2 separate regions of the Gossypium hirsutum genome follow, and region 1 is linked to region 2. The links are chromatin contacts, called in public Hi-C maps. All regions are on one chromosome and are shown on one strand. Each heading gives the region's core, a stretch centred on a gene start, on an enhancer-like site or on the middle of the called end of the contact. The rest is flanking DNA. Distances are from core to core; before and after follow the strand shown. Region 1 holds the start of LOC107888876 (pentatricopeptide repeat-containing protein At5g19020, mitochondrial). Region 2 holds the start of LOC107888880 (TVP38/TMEM64 family membrane protein slr0305).

Region 1 (3,086 bases), core at 301-2,800, 210 kb before region 2:
AGGCCTTCCCTCGGATTTGACAAAAAACTTCTAAAGCAGCATTGATGCTCCCACATTTTGCATACATATCAATGATAGCAGCACTTAAGTTGTCATTAAGAGGGATGCAGTTATTTTGTACATATTCATGAGCCCATCTCCCTTCATTCAACATGCCTAAAGAAGCAATTCCAGAGAAAACACTTGCCAATGTTATTTGGTTTGGCTGCATACCACAAGCTATCATTTCGTGGAAGAGCTGTAAAGCGATGTTAGGTTGCTCACTCTGCGCGTAACCGGCAATCATAGAGCTCCATGAAGAAACATCTCTTTCAGCCATCTCATCGAATAACCGTCTCGCCTGTTTGATCATTCCATTTCTTATATATCCTGCAATAACCGCATTTCTAGAAGGAAGATGATCCTTAACACCCACTTCAAACTGCAAATAAGCAAGATCAACCCTCCCACAAGCTGCATAAAAATGAATGATAGTTGCTTGCACAAAATCATAACATTCAAAACCTGCCTTCACAGTCCTACCATGGAGCTGAAAGCCCTCTAGGGTCGCACTCAAACGCGCACATGCTGAAACCAAATCGACAATCATAACATCACTTGCCTCAACTCCCTCACGTAACATAGCACAAAACATTGTTAAAGCTTCACTTAACCAATCCACTTGAACATAAGCATCAACCATGGTACCCCACGAAACAACATCTTTTTCCTTCACGGGAATTTTCTCAAACAACTCCCGGGCCAACTCAACATCCCCAGCTTTTGCATACCCATTCAACATCACATTCCAAGAAACAAAATTCTTCTCTAGCATCTGGTTAAACAAATCCCTCCCATCCTTTAAACTCCCACAAACACAGTACATGTGAAGCAAATTGGTTGAAACAATAACGAACTCGTCAAGGATCACCTTAACCGCCAAACCATGTAACAGCCTACAAATGGAAATCCCTCCAAAACCCGAACAAGCAGAAATCAAACTTGCCAACGTGACTTCGTTAGGCAAAATACCACCATATCTCATTTCCTTAAAAATCCCAATTGCTTCTCTCCAGTAGCCCTTTGAAGCAAATCCCATTATCATGGTAGTATAAGAAACACAACCCTTCTTAGGCATTTGACCAAACAGGCTACGTGCTTCATGAAACCGACCAGATTTTACATACCCAGAAATCATGATGTTGTAAGAAACAGGGTCCAGGTTGGGAGAAGAAGAGAACAAACGTTCAGCGTCTCGAAGGAAGCCGCACTTGGCGTACATGTTTATCAAGGTGTTAAAGATAAAAGGGTTGGAAGCGAAGCCTGATTTGATTACGAGGCAATGGGTTATTCGGCCATGAGAAATAGAGCAATGAGTTGCAGCGGATTTTAAGGAAGAGATGAGAAGGAGGTCGTAGTGGTGGGGTTTGGAAGAAGGTGCTGAAGTGGAGAGACATTTGTGCAGCCAACAAGGTTTTGGTTTGAGAGAATTGAACATGAGATTGAGAGATTAGCATGAGAGCCGTTTCTTTCTGAAAACCAAAAAGAGTGTGGGGTTTGCGTCCTTTAGTAGAGCTGAAGAAAATTTAAACCTCGCCAAGGGTTGTTTATTTTTGATTAATTAATAATAATTTAATAATAAAATACACATTTATAATATTTATTTGCATTCTAAAACATATTTAAGTTAGTTGTAGTCCATATATTAAAGTTGTGATTGTATGTTATATTTAAGTTAGTTTAATTTTTATAATATGAGAAAATTGAAATAGTTTTATGAAAATTTATAGTATTACCTTTTAATTATGTGGTAATTACTTACAATATATTTATATATATATGTACAGATGCAATATAAAAAGTTATATTAAATATTAAGCCATAACTAAATTTGGGAAACATATTTATAAATGTATTTTACGAGAATTAATTTTTACTATAAATTTTGTGTTAAATATTTCAATAATATTAAATAAAATAAAATTGTATTTATAAGATAATTTTCCTAATTAATTACCAATAGTTATGTCAATCTAATAAATTCACCAATATACTTATTATTTAAAGACATTCTTTAAATTTGACATAACCATAAATACTCAGACATCTCAGATTTTAAACTTTTCGATTTGACCAATTTAAAACTAACATAAGAGTATGAAGATTCAGGGTCTATCAAAGCAAAAACAAGCTCATAATATAATAAAAAGATACTTGCTACAACATCAGTAGCGTCACCCTCTTCGCGAGTTCGTACAACATATGCCAAAATCGACACTCTGGCCTATGACTGATGAGTAATGGCATCATTCCTCTTTATTGCACCACTTCTAGAAACAAAACCATCATAACTAATTCCATAACCCCTGGCCGCAGGTGCAGACTTCTGAGTAGTGACAGGAGTAGCATTATCACCTATCGGGCACTCTCGAGCGAAATGCTCCAACTATCCACAACGAAAATAGCCTCGGTCAATTTCCAATATTCACCTTGATGTTCTTCCCATAGTGCTCGCAATTAGGTATCTCAACATCTCAAGACGAGCCTCGCACACTGCCCACAGACATAGTCGGTTGTCGATTTTGATTTTTGTCAGATCTATCAGACTTATATGTCGATTTCCAATTACCACTAGAATCTTTAGTTTGCTTTGGTTGCAAATGTGAACTAATAGCTCTTGTCCGTTTTCCAACAACTCACATAGTCTCAGTCTTCTTATCAAGACCTAAAGCTTACTCCACCATTTTTGCTTGCTCGACTAAATCAGAAAACTCTGAAATTCGATGTGATACAAGCTGTACTCTGAGTTCATCACATAAACTACATAGAAATCATTTGCAACTTTAAGCTTTGGATGGCACAAAATCAATAGCATATTTACTAAGTCGCAAAAAATCACGTTTGTAATCAGCCACTGACATCTCACTCTGTTTCACAAGCAAAAACTCTTTTTTGTTGTCTTCGAGATACAACTCTCCAACATATTTCTTCTGAAATTATTTTTGAAAGAACTCTCAAGCGGCTCACTTAGCAAGTACGTGGCGTGTTATCGTTTACCACCACATATATGTTTTTCCTTGTAGTAGAGAAACAACACAAATTACACA
Region 2 (3,096 bases), core at 226-2,725:
TGCTTCAGTAAGCAAAGGTCGAGCCTGAGTAATAAGTTTGAATCATATTATAATCAAGATAATACATTATTAGACTATAACTTCAGATTTTATTCAGACGAAAATCAAATTTCTTGAAGATTCTAACAGTATAAGCTAAAACTTACGAAGAAAGCCAAAGAAAAAGGCATGTTAAAACAAGAAAAAACTTTTGAAAACATAACTAAACATAGCGGAATAGCTAAATCTTTATCTAAAACCCGATGTAGTAGCTAAATATCTATGCAACTTATGATTCTCTAAGCATTAAGATTCAAAAATAAACAAAGCGTATTAGCACATATGTCGAGTTTCTCTTTAATTTAACTTCAATGGTTTTCTCAACTGAAATGCTTTGTTCAGCTTACACTGTAACTAGCCCAATATTTCAGAATCAAAATTGAAAAAAAAAAGAAGCAAAGCAATGGCAAATTTACTAGTAAAACGATTTCCCCATCTCCCACGCCTATGTTTTCTTTTTCTTTTTCTTGCTCAAAAACTCTGTAACTGATTCAAAGCTCAAAATCCAAATCCCCTTCAACCCATTTACCACAAACAACAAATTCCAACCTAAAATTGAAATCCCTTACTATTGAGACAAGCAACCTGAAATCCCTTACAATAAACAGAAATGCCCAACAATTCGAAAATACTAAGCTTAGCTTTCTAACCCTAAATTGCCCTAAAATAATCAGATCAACCAATCGACCAATTTTTCTCGAAAACTCATTTATTTCACAGGTCCCTTCTAGTGAAATACAAGCAGAGAAGCAAAGAGATGAAATTCTCACAATGGAGGTGAGATTGAGGGGAATAATAACCTTACTCGTCTCAACTTTGGGGAAGCTTTTTACAATGTCGAGATCTTTGTCTATAATGGTCCTGGGATAACAATAACTAAACGAGAACTATGAGACAAGGTTGAGGTGTGGTGGCTTGAGGTGTTTGCTGAGGGAGAATGGTAAAGGGCAAGAATGGGAGGTTATGTTTTTTTTCTTATTCGGTAGAGGCTCTGTATTGCTATTCTTTAGATCAGGTGGGGAATGGCTATTATGGGTAGAGGCGGAATGGGAGATGAATAAAATTCTGTCGAATGGAGGATTCGGTGAATTAAACTAATGAATAGCTGCTTATCACCAAATCATCCTGGAATAGTTTCGCTATTTATGCATATTAGAATTAAGGCCAAATTGACAAGATATGTAAATACTGAAAATTAAATTTATTATTATATTAATAAAAATTATGTATAATTGATAGAAGACATCAACATTATAATTAATTATTCTTGATTGCTTACTTTTAAAATCGAAACATATTAAATTTTTCTATTTTTTTAAAGAATCAATTTGCTTAATTTCGAAATTGAGAGAGACTAAAAAGATTTTTTACCTTATTATCTTATTACAAAGATGTTTTTATATTTATATATATAATCAATAAAAAAATTCAACCTAAACCACCTTAATTAAAAAAAAGTACTATTTCTACCAAAGTTAACTTTTTTTATGGAAACTTTTACTATTTAATTTATAGATAAATTTTCAATTAATTTTAGGTAATTTTCACCCTAATCGTGTCTTTAGTATGCATGTTTAAGAGACTAAGAAAAGGATGCTACCTACTGAGTTGCAATTCTCAATCCTATCCCAAAATTTTAAGCTTATTCAATACCCAAAACTACACAATAAAGCAATTGAAATAAAGGCAATCAGACAAAATCCCAAAAATCTTTTGAGTGTTTGTTAGGCTAAAACCGCTATAGGAAAAAACCAAACACAAAGCTAGAACAATCCCACTTCTTTCTTCTTTTTTTCTTTTCATTTCTGTTTCCTTTTTAACTTTGCCAAATCTGGCAACCTTAGAAGGATTGAGGGCTCGTTCATCCCATAAACAAGAGATCCTCGATATTGACAACGAAGACGAAGAGTGTAGGCCTTGGCGTCGAAGGTTCTCAATGGCTTTCACCTGGGGTTCCTCTCTCAGGATCACTCTTCTTCTCCTCCTTATTGCTGCTATTGTTTTCGCTTGTTTCACCCTCCCTGTTGAAAAGGTTTGGTTTTTCTACCTATTTACACGTTTCCTTGATCTGGGTGAAGTTTATTTTTCTCTTCTTTTTTTTCTTAATTTTGCTTTTTCATTTTGTTCTCCGATCTGGGTATTTGTTGTTTTCTCTTTTTGATTGATAATTTGTTAATTTTGTAGGGTTTTTCTTTTACTAATTTTGTTCTTTCTTTTTGAGCTTTTTCTAATCCGGGGCTTTCCTGTTTTGACCTTTTTGGTTAATCATTTATGGATTTTTGGATGTTTATATCGATTGAAGATTTGAATGTTGGGTTTTCTACTCAAATGAGTTACCTATGTGGCACATTTTGGGGTTGAGGTTATAAGTGCAAACTTGTGATTTTGGTCTTAGGTTTCACGATTGATATGCTACCAAGCTGTACTTTTGAACCCAATGTATTTGTCTAATTGTGTTCCTTTTCTGAAACTAGTACAAATTGCAAAGCTGGGACAATGTATGAAAGAGTTATGAGGGGGACTACAAAATTAGCTAAAGCATTAATTCTTAGAGCTGAATTCTTAAGGATTCTGATTCTCTCCCGCTTTCCCAATGTTTGCTGTTAGTGTTTAAATTAAGCTCAGTTGTTATGTTGATGAAAATAAGTTTTTCTTGCAGATTCTGAAGGATTTTTTGTTATGGGTTGACAAGGATCTTGGACCTTGGGGTCCACTTGTGCTGTAAGTCACGTGAAATCCTGTATTTTTTTTGGCTTCCGTTGGCATCTATCATGTCATCTACTTGAATGTAATTCATTTGATTCGGTAATATATGAATATAATAAATCTAATATAAATTGATGTTGCCGTTGAAACATTGTTCAACTGAGTTGAAAGTTTTGTCGGTTTGCTTGGTTCTTACTGTCTTTAGCTTTCTGTCCATGTAAACAGAAAGTGGATCATTTCCTTTATGTGAAACATGGAGAGAATGTAAGGTTATGCGTTCTTCAGCATTGCATGAATAAAATGCCCCTCCATGAGTAATGAAATTAGCATGTCGTAGTTATGTGGAATGCC

Evidence for each region. Hi-C and Micro-C count contacts between places; a contact is called where the count stands out from the background.
Region 1: a contact with region 2 is called in a Hi-C map of leaf, with 3 times the contacts expected there. The contact joins the promoter of LOC107888876 here to the promoter of LOC107888880 in region 2. A contact is called at or near these places in 13 of 34 Hi-C or Micro-C datasets (callus, hypocotyl, leaf and 2 more).

What each region holds. Positions count from the first base shown.
Region 1 is chrA09:51,133,293-51,136,378 of Gossypium_hirsutum_v2.1, reverse strand. It overlaps LOC107888876 (pentatricopeptide repeat-containing protein At5g19020, mitochondrial), which reads right to left and starts at 1,550. Exons shown (of 3, transcript XM_041077839.1): 1 at 1-1,550. The coding sequence starts at 1,477.
Region 2 is chrA09:50,926,897-50,929,992 of Gossypium_hirsutum_v2.1, reverse strand. It overlaps LOC107888880 (TVP38/TMEM64 family membrane protein slr0305), which reads left to right and starts at 1,475. Exons shown (of 9, transcript XM_041077817.1): 1 at 1,475-2,071; 2 at 2,699-2,760. The coding sequence starts at 1,976. It overlaps LOC107888879, which reads right to left and starts at 1,262. Exons shown (of 5, transcript XM_016813132.2): 1 at 845-1,262; 2 at 1-24.